3 separate regions of the Zea mays genome follow, and all the other regions are linked to region 3. Evidence: chromatin contacts called from public Hi-C data. All regions are on one chromosome and are shown on one strand. Each heading gives the region's core, a stretch centred on a gene start, on an enhancer-like site or on the middle of the called end of the contact. The rest is flanking DNA. Distances are from core to core; before and after follow the strand shown.

Region 1 (2,817 bases), core at 65-2,564, 750 kb after region 3:
AGGCACAATTGTTTGGTTGGTCAACAAAAAGAAGCTTGGATGGTGGATGACATAGGTTGAAAACAAATGCAAGTTCAAAAACAACTGTGGATCCTTCTGCAGAACAAAGTGGTCACAATGGATAGGCACTGTCAAGGATTGTAATGTCGACCAAATTTGCAAGGTCTGTAGGAAACACCATATTCTATTGTAGGCTGGCAGAAAATTGTAGGCTGGGTCTGGGACTACAATTACTTAGCTAGACAACAACAAATCAATATTCTATTGGTGATCAACCATAACTGTGGGAACACCATGACGGCAGAAGGTATTGGATACTCAACTAGAAAATGTTTGGCAACTTGTCTTCTGTCTCGTACTCTCATCCAGAAGAAATTCTTTGCTGTAAATTGTGGTGGTCAAAGAAACTGATGAGTTTTAGAATTCCACAGTGTCCTCACACCAATATCAGTTGTTTTCTCTTGTGCTGTTTGGATGCATACTGACCTGACATTTGTATCTTGGCAACTTAAAATATTCTGTCCGATGTCCATTACAACAATTATAATGACAGCAAAGATCACATCACATATTGATATCTATTCCCGAAAGATTGTCATAACCAAGACCTGGGCTATGCCTAAGGTTGGCTAAAAAATGTTGGTTGGATCAAGAACAAGCCCATTTTTTACGAGCAGTTTTCTTACTTTTGGGCTGCTAAGATTAATGTCGGTTAGTTTGTTGTGTTACGAAATTTAAAATGTGTCTAGATTTGATTGTTGTGGCTAACGATTGGTTTGCTGAGGCCTTTTAATCCCCCTATCCCCTGGAAAAAAAATTCCAAAGGAAGCTGACAAGCATACCAACAATATAGATTGGCGTTTTCCTGAAATCGCCAACGGCCTCCGCAGTTCTCCTCTGCATTAGATTGCAACCAAGAAAACCATGCAAAATCCGTCCATAAGTAGGGCAACGATTATTTAAAAACAATAACAGGAAGATAAAATATGACAGGAACAGGGGGAGGGAGAAGGGTGGAGCCTACAAGTAGATCGACGGATGGGTTGAGTTCCTCTAGAGGTATTTCCAAGCCTGCAAAGGGAATGGTGAGAGAGGCGGTATTTGTACATTGAGAAATGGGAACACCAAAAGGAAGGAACGGAGAGATTGCAGCACTGTACTTGGGAAGGCGCGGAGACGGTGACGCTGGATGCAGCGCGCGGTGCAGAGTGACGCCGGCGGTGTAACGGACGAGAAGCGCCTCGGAGGGACGGTGGATGGAGAGAAGAAGCCTGTCGCCGCCGCTGTAGCTGCTCGCATCGCCATGGTGCCTGTGCCGTTGGTCGCTCCGCCTCCTCCCCGTTATCCGCAACTGCAAAGGCGCAGAGCCGAAGGAGCTCACCTCCGCCTTTGATGTGAGAGTGGACGGTGCTTGATCGATACGCCTCGTGGGCCCCACTTTCCAGTCTCGGATGGCCCAACACGAAAGGCCCAGTGGCCTGGCCTTAGCTGTAGCTAGGGCCGGAAAAAAAGCTCGAGCTCGACGAGCTAGCTCGGGCTCGCAGCAGCTCGGCTCGGCTCGGACCGGCTCGACGCTCCGAACGAGCCCGAGCCGAGCCTGTTTTTCTGGCTCGTGAAAAGAGCGAGCCAGCTCGGCTCGGCTCGGTGCAGCTCGCGAGCTGGCTCGTGGCTCGACCCAACAACAATTTGTTACATAAAATCTTAATTAGCATATAATATTAATATCGAGTAGACAATTAATTTATGTTATTTGAGATTACTATACAAAAATAATCTATTTTATACATTATATTAGTAATATATCTATTTTACTAATTTAAAATATATTATTTAAAATATTTTTAAGATTTTATATTATAATTTAGAGAGCAGATTTAATTTTATGCCTAGGCTCGTTGACTCGGCGAGCCGGCTCGCGAGCCAGGAGCGAGCCGAGCCGAGCCGCTTTTTCCAGCTCGTGAGATGGGCGAGCCGAGCCGAGCTCGACTCGTTACATGAGCGAGCCGCAGCGAGCCGAGCCGAGCCGAGCCGAGCTCGGCTCGTTTCCACCCCTAGCTGTAGCCCTCAGGCCGCGGTATGCGCTCTGGCTCTGGATGCCGCACAGAGGACCTCAGGCGAACACAGTCACTACACGTATGATTGGATGCATGCGCGAGCGCATGCAGGCCCAATCATGTCCCGCGGGATACGACCGATTCTTGTGCATATGTGGATACAATAAAATAAGCTTAGACTGCACCAGTGCATGCGCGCCCAGCTTCCTAGCTACAGCGAACCAAACACGGGCTCAACTGTAGTCAATGCATGTGAGGAGTCTAGCTCTCCTGATACAGCCAACCAAACACATGGTACGTAACAGTGCGGGTCCTGACAATTTTAGGATGCATTTGGTTGGAGTCAATTAAAATAGAACGACTGCATTCTAGTTTTTAGAATGGATCCGTTCTATTCTCCGTTTGACAAGCAGAACATAGTTACTCTATTTTTGTTTGGTTGAAGAGTACAATAAAGCAGAGCTGCTCGGTTCTTTGTTTGGTTGGAGAGTTGTCGGCGTCTCGAGACCGGGGGGTCCCTAAGCCGACGAGTGAGTGTGCCGCGTGCCCCAGCCCAGATGGGTCGAGCGCGTGGGCGAGCGCGAAGGGGGGAAGCGAGGTGGCCGGAGACGGGCGTGAGAGAGGTGGAAATCCCGCGGCCTTCGTGTTCGTCCCGCGCCCAGGTCGGATGCGCTTGCAGTAGGGGGTTACAAGCGTCCACGCGGGTGAGGGAAGCGAGCGGCCCCAAGAGAGCGTCTGCCCCGTCCTCGTCCCCACGTGGCCA
Region 2 (2,834 bases), core at 86-2,585, 660 kb before region 3:
TCCCAACCAAACGCTCAATAATGGGAATGGGTCACGCTGGGAATGCATCTCAGGTTTGAAAACGACCAAACAAACAGCTCTTAATACTCCCTCCGGTCAGGTCAGCCAAAATAAGCTAGAAGCAAGTCAATCTTAGGTAGTGTTTGGTAGGAGCCAAATAGAACGGAACCGTTCTGTTCCAGTTTTAGCTGGAGGTAGTTGCATGAGAATCACCAGAAGGCAATGTGTGATAATATTGGAGGGATAATAAATAAGATATATTGGAATCACCAGTAGGAAAGATATGAGATGATAAAACAAAATGATGGTTTCACAACGGTAACGAGCAGAACTTAGGTAGCTGGATCACACACGGACGCACACATACAGGCTACTTGTAGATTATTACTTCTTCTTGTTGATGACTGTGACGGTGCCGTCCTTGTTAGCGACGATGACTGTAGTGGCCATGCCAAGAAACATGCCATGCTCGATGACGCCGGTGATCCGGAGCAGACGATCGCTGATGTCCAGCAGGTCGCCGCGGATACCGTCCTCGAAGAACATCTCCACGATGTAGTTGCCGTTGTCGGTGAGGAACGGCGCGTCCGAGTCCTCCCCATTGGCGGCGGGGACCGTCCTCAGCCTGGCGTGGAAGCCAGGCACTCCATCGAACACCTTGCGGATGAGGCCGAGCGTGTGGGGCGCGCCGAAGGGGATGACCTCGACGGGGACGGCGCCCGTGCAGCCGAGCCTCGGCACGAGCTTGGACTCGTCGACGATGACGACGAACCGATCGCCGGCGCCCTCGATCATCTTCTCCCGGAGCAGCGACCCGCCGCGGCCCTTGACGAGGTTGAGGTCCGGGTCGACCTCGTCGGCGCCGTCGATGGAGAGGCGGATGCTGGCGCCCGAGGCGGCGTCGAGCGGAAGCAGCGGGATCCCGACGCGGGCGGCGTGGGCCTCCGTCTTGAGGGAGGTGGGAACGCCGGCGACCCCGGGCAGCGCGCCCGCGCGGAGGAGGTCGCCCAGGCGGTCCAGCGCGTGCGCGGCCGTGGAACCCGTGCCCAGGCCCAGCGTCATGCCGGACTCCACGAACTCCACCGCGCGGTGCGCCGCCACGCGCTTGAGCTCGTCCTGCGTCAGATTCCCAGACGGCTGCGGAGAGGCGGCGGCGCTGCCCATGGTGAGGGGCGGTGGCGGGAGCAAGGGAGGCTTGGACCTTGGAGTGGCGGCGCGCGTATCTACAGCAGCCGCAGTTTGTGCACAAGTGCAAAACGCTTTGGATGGACGGGACTGGGGAGAAGCACGAGCGCCGAGCGGGCCGGGCCGGGCCGGCACATCCATCCGGGAATCGGGATCCGTTTTGCCCTAGCTAAAATTGGTAAATTTGGAGCAGATTAGGACAATGTTTCACAAAACCATAGCTTTACAATACCATACTTTGCGGACAATACAAAAGTTTTGGCTGGCTCTAAGAATATCATAATTTCGAGAAACATTGTTTAGGTATAACATTATAAACCATTACCATAAAAATTTTAGTTTTGAGTGAAGTTTTCAATACTTCAAAAACATCATGGTATCTAAAATATTATGATTTTAAAATATAGTTTTTAAAAGTGCAACCAAACATTTTATGGTATAAAATACTATGGCATTTTTATAAACCATAAACTTGGTATTATCTAGACTCCCTTGCGAGAAAGTTAGCTAAAGTTGTTGCTCTATTTACTATAATCAACAATAAATTGGAAATTGACATATTGAGGGTGTGTTTGGTTTGGCTTTTGCCCCATAAAAGTCAAAAGCCAAATCAAAGGGTTGGATCAAGGAAACAACTTTTTCTAAAAGCTGACTTTCTCGCAGTGCAAAACTAAAAATATCTGTGGACCTGTTTTTAGTGGCTTTCGGATGGAACTGTGAAAACATATATCGAAGAACTTTTAACGACTTTAGTGGTTTCCACCGAACGGTTTTTAGCTTTTTAACAACTCACAGCCCACAACAGCTTTTTCCACAGGTCACAGCTCACAACAACTTTTTTCACAGCCACAGCCCAACCAAACAGACCCTGAAGCTTCTATACATGATGACTATTGAAGCCACATAATGAAATATTGAAGCTTCTGTACATGATTATGATGTTGATGCCTTTTAGATATAGCTTATAATTTTCAGCGGATTGAGAGATGTTGCTTCTCAGGATTTTCTACAGCAACAATGAAGAATATCAAGCCATTCAACTGTATTCAATTGTATCATAGCACGTGTTGCTAGATGCTGACATACACATAGCTACACATTAGGAAATAACAATGAGATAAAATATATATATATATATATATATATGCCTTCTTTACCTTTACTACTATAAAGCATCAGTTTCGACGGTCGTCCTGCGTCACGCGTGAAGCCGTAGGTTTATTCCCCTCCAGCTAGCAGTGGGTCGATACACTATAGGTAGGCTGTAAAAACCATCCAAGCCCCTATTAGTGGATCATTGCCCTACTCCCAAACCCCTATTAGTGAGCCATTACCCCATAGATGGGTCGAGACCACCCAAACCGTATACAAGAGGAAGTTCCCAAAAAATCATGTGGGACTCCTTTCTCCAAGCTCTTCATCTTCATAGCTCAACTCACAAACACTTGCAACTCAGCCGCAAGTTTAATCATGTCCGCTATCGTCTAACCTCGTTATCATGTTCGCTATCATCGTAACCTCGCTACCCGCAACTGTCGTGGCCTTGGTTTCTGGCCCAACCTCACCCCTTGGATCTGATGGTCAACCTAGCACACAGGCATGAAGAGGAAGACTCGATCAGTCGATCTTCACAGTTCAAGGTTTCACCA
Region 3 (2,989 bases), core at 296-2,795:
GGGAGGTTCTGCTCCTGGAACTGCTTGAGGCTTTCTTCAGCATGCTTCCTTACTGCGCCATCAGCAGATTGCGCGCTTAAGAGTACTTGAGTAACATCGAGCGACATATTGACTCTGAATGTAACAGTGAAAGCAGAGGAACAAAATTAGCATGCTTTGTATTGTTGTAACTCGTAACCATGAAATGTGGTAATTCATTAGTAAGCATGCCCACACAAATTGGAGAAATAATATAATTTCAGGAACGCGTGGTAGATTCTTATAGTAGTCCAATAAACAAATCAAGATGCCATATGAACAATAATCATGGTGTCATATGAACAATAATGATCCAATGCTAGTCATTGATGCACATGTAACCCCTTAGTGGAGCACAAGATCATAGACAAATTAGCAGTATAACAAGTTAAGAACCTAATACACTTTGGCATGAATCTTTTTCAACTCGCCGCAATAAACAAGAACTGGCATTCAGATTGATACTGTTTTTCATGGCCTCCAATCTAACACTGCAAGCTATAAACCAATGAAGCTAGAGTTCTCCAAGCAAGCAAGCAAACATGTGCCCTTACAAAACTAAATGGTTGCAGCGAAATTGGCCAGCTGTAGAAATTATTGCTTAACAGAAACTATACCAAGACTACGATCAATATGGGAGGTACTATAGGGCATGATACCTCCCTTTTCAGAAAATAGCTGGTGGCACTACCACAAGTAACTGTATACCAAACAAGAGTACGCGGAAGGAGCTAAGGGAGTATTTGGGAGTGCTCCAGGTTCTAGCTCCAGCATGGAAAGTTTATAACATAAATTTAAATAGTTTAAAACATTTTTAATCTAAATAATAAACAAAATAACTTATCTAAATGTCTTCTAAAGGTTCACAGCTCTTGCTCTACGGCTTTCTGGAGCAGCTAATGAAATGTTCCACCAACTCAACCAAATTTCTTGGAGCTAGAGCAGTCTCAAACAGGCCCTAAATCATACACAGAAACAGCAACGAAAATGGTACGACTAGCACGTGGAAGTTCATGTTACAAATTCACTAGAAACAATCAACTATACAAATTGAGTGCGCATCAGATTCTTCAACGCCTAACGCAACTCAACTCTACTCGTCGACGCTCCCCACAAATGAATCTAACTTCACACGCGCGGAAATGGCCCGGTCGTCAACTCTAACCACAAAAACTGACTCAGATCTAGAAACCAACGCAGGAACCAATCCCGCACAGCGAAGACACGAGCGAGCACCCAGCCGCGACGAACTGACGGATCGAGACAACCTAAACCACACCCGAACCGGTAGCACAGATCGGGCCCGAGATCCGGGAGCGGATCGAGACAGGCCCCTAGATCCAACTAGGGAGAGACTAGGGTCTTGACCTGCTACTTACGTCGTTGAACGCGGAGTGGCAAACCCCGCGGCGTACGGCCTGAGCGGAGCGGGAGGCCTCAGTCCACGGGGGCGCAAGGGCGGAGGGAGCGCGCGGCCCGGGCGCCGATCGACGATGCGCAGGCGCGTGGGGCGGAGGGAGGGCAGGGGTGGAGGCGGGCGGCGGCGGAAGCGGTAGGAGTGGAGGGAGGGCGAGGCGAGGAAATCAAATAATAATGCGGGGAAAAAGAAAAGGAGGGCATCTTTGCTGAGGTCGGAGTGCGACGTGGGGAGCGGCCGTGGGGGCACAGTGACCGTTGGATCGGGCGTCGATTGCTGCGATGGGGGCGAGGGTTTTTTATTGGGTGGGGTGATATTTTTTTGTAAAATGGTTTTCGTGTTGGTTTGGTTATCGCCTTTTATTGGCTTTGAAGTTTTGGACGCTACCGTACTGTGGTGGTGATGATTTCGACAGTGTGATCTCACTCTCACTTCCATTGTAGACTAAAAAGATGTTCGCTTTATATTAAAGTCGGTTGTTTAAATTACTATAGCTATAATCTTTAAAGACAAAAATATTATATAAGTAATAGAAATCATTACGGATTGCAAGCTGAGCTAAAGGGTAAAAACGGTCGCAAAAGGTCTGAGCGATCAAACAAAACCATTAACCACTTCTGTTTTCACATTTCTATTCAAAATCATAAACAGTCACAAGGAAGTGGTAGAGAATACGAAATCGATATAATGAGATATGAGAAACGAAACTATTTAGTTTTTCTGATTAAAGTTAGTTCATATCACATCAAATGTTTGAATATCAATTATAACTATTAAATATTGACATAATTAGGTTTAATAAATTTGTCTATGTCTTTTAGTCTTCGTATATGTAATTAGTTTTATAATTAGACTTAATACCTATAATTATCATTTAAACATTCGATGTGACATGGACTAAACTTTAGTAGTGTGAAATCAAACACCACCTTAAACGGTAGTTGTGGGCAATCGGTAATTAATTCAAAAATAGCGATTCAGGTAACCACTTCGAATGTTTGGTACTCCCTACGTCCAATATATAAGATGTAACCACCTTTAGTTCAAAAATCAAGAAATGTATCTAATTCTCTCTATATTATTGCATCAATGTACCATAACTAGAGGAAGCATGTCTTATATTATGGGGGCTAGAATAAAAAATAGTCACACCTTATATACTAGAACGAAGGAAGCACAACACAATGAATACAAAAATAAAATGGTCTAAGTGGGGATATATATCTCCTGGGTCCTCATAACACGAATTGGGTCCATAGGTTGTTAAAGGGCCTAAGTGGGCTGAACGGTTGGTTTTATGGGTTGTATGGCTAACTCAGACTCAGAGACGACACATGGCTTGGAGTCCAAACCATCGTGGAGGTCGTTTCTATACAGAAGCTTTGCATCGCACACAAGTCAGAAAGGATTTCTGAGCATGCAGGATAAGCGATAAGGGAGAACATCAATCTGTAATCATAATATCGTCATCTATATAAGGCGACTTAGTTACCCTACAAAACGATTAGACCCACTGATAGTCTAAGAGAGCATTTTTCACTTCCTAGATATTGT

Evidence for each region. Hi-C and Micro-C count contacts between places; a contact is called where the count stands out from the background.
Region 1: a contact with region 3 is called in a Hi-C map of tassel, with 4 times the contacts expected there. The contact joins the promoter of LOC100283991 here to the promoter of LOC100383778 in region 3. A contact is called at or near these places in 2 of 25 Hi-C or Micro-C datasets (leaf and tassel).
Region 2: a contact with region 3 is called in a Hi-C map of endosperm, with 3 times the contacts expected there. The contact joins the promoter of LOC100285676 here to the promoter of LOC100383778 in region 3. A contact is called at or near these places in 2 of 25 Hi-C or Micro-C datasets (ear and endosperm).

What each region holds. Positions count from the first base shown.
Region 1 is chr1:154,799,273-154,802,089 of Zm-B73-REFERENCE-NAM-5.0, reverse strand. LOC100283991 (shikimate kinase family protein) reads right to left here and starts at 1,314. Exons shown (of 9, transcript NM_001156889.1): 1 at 1,161-1,314; 2 at 1,025-1,071; 3 at 843-897. The coding sequence starts at 1,305.
Region 2 is chr1:156,208,084-156,210,917 of Zm-B73-REFERENCE-NAM-5.0, reverse strand. It overlaps LOC100285676 (ribose-5-phosphate isomerase), which reads right to left and starts at 1,335. Exons shown (of 4, transcript NM_001358286.1): 1 at 389-1,335. The coding sequence starts at 1,326.
Region 3 is chr1:155,550,875-155,553,863 of Zm-B73-REFERENCE-NAM-5.0, reverse strand. It overlaps LOC100383778, which reads right to left and starts at 1,545. Exons shown (of 3, transcript NM_001359630.1): 1 at 1,398-1,545; 2 at 1-114. The coding sequence starts at 107.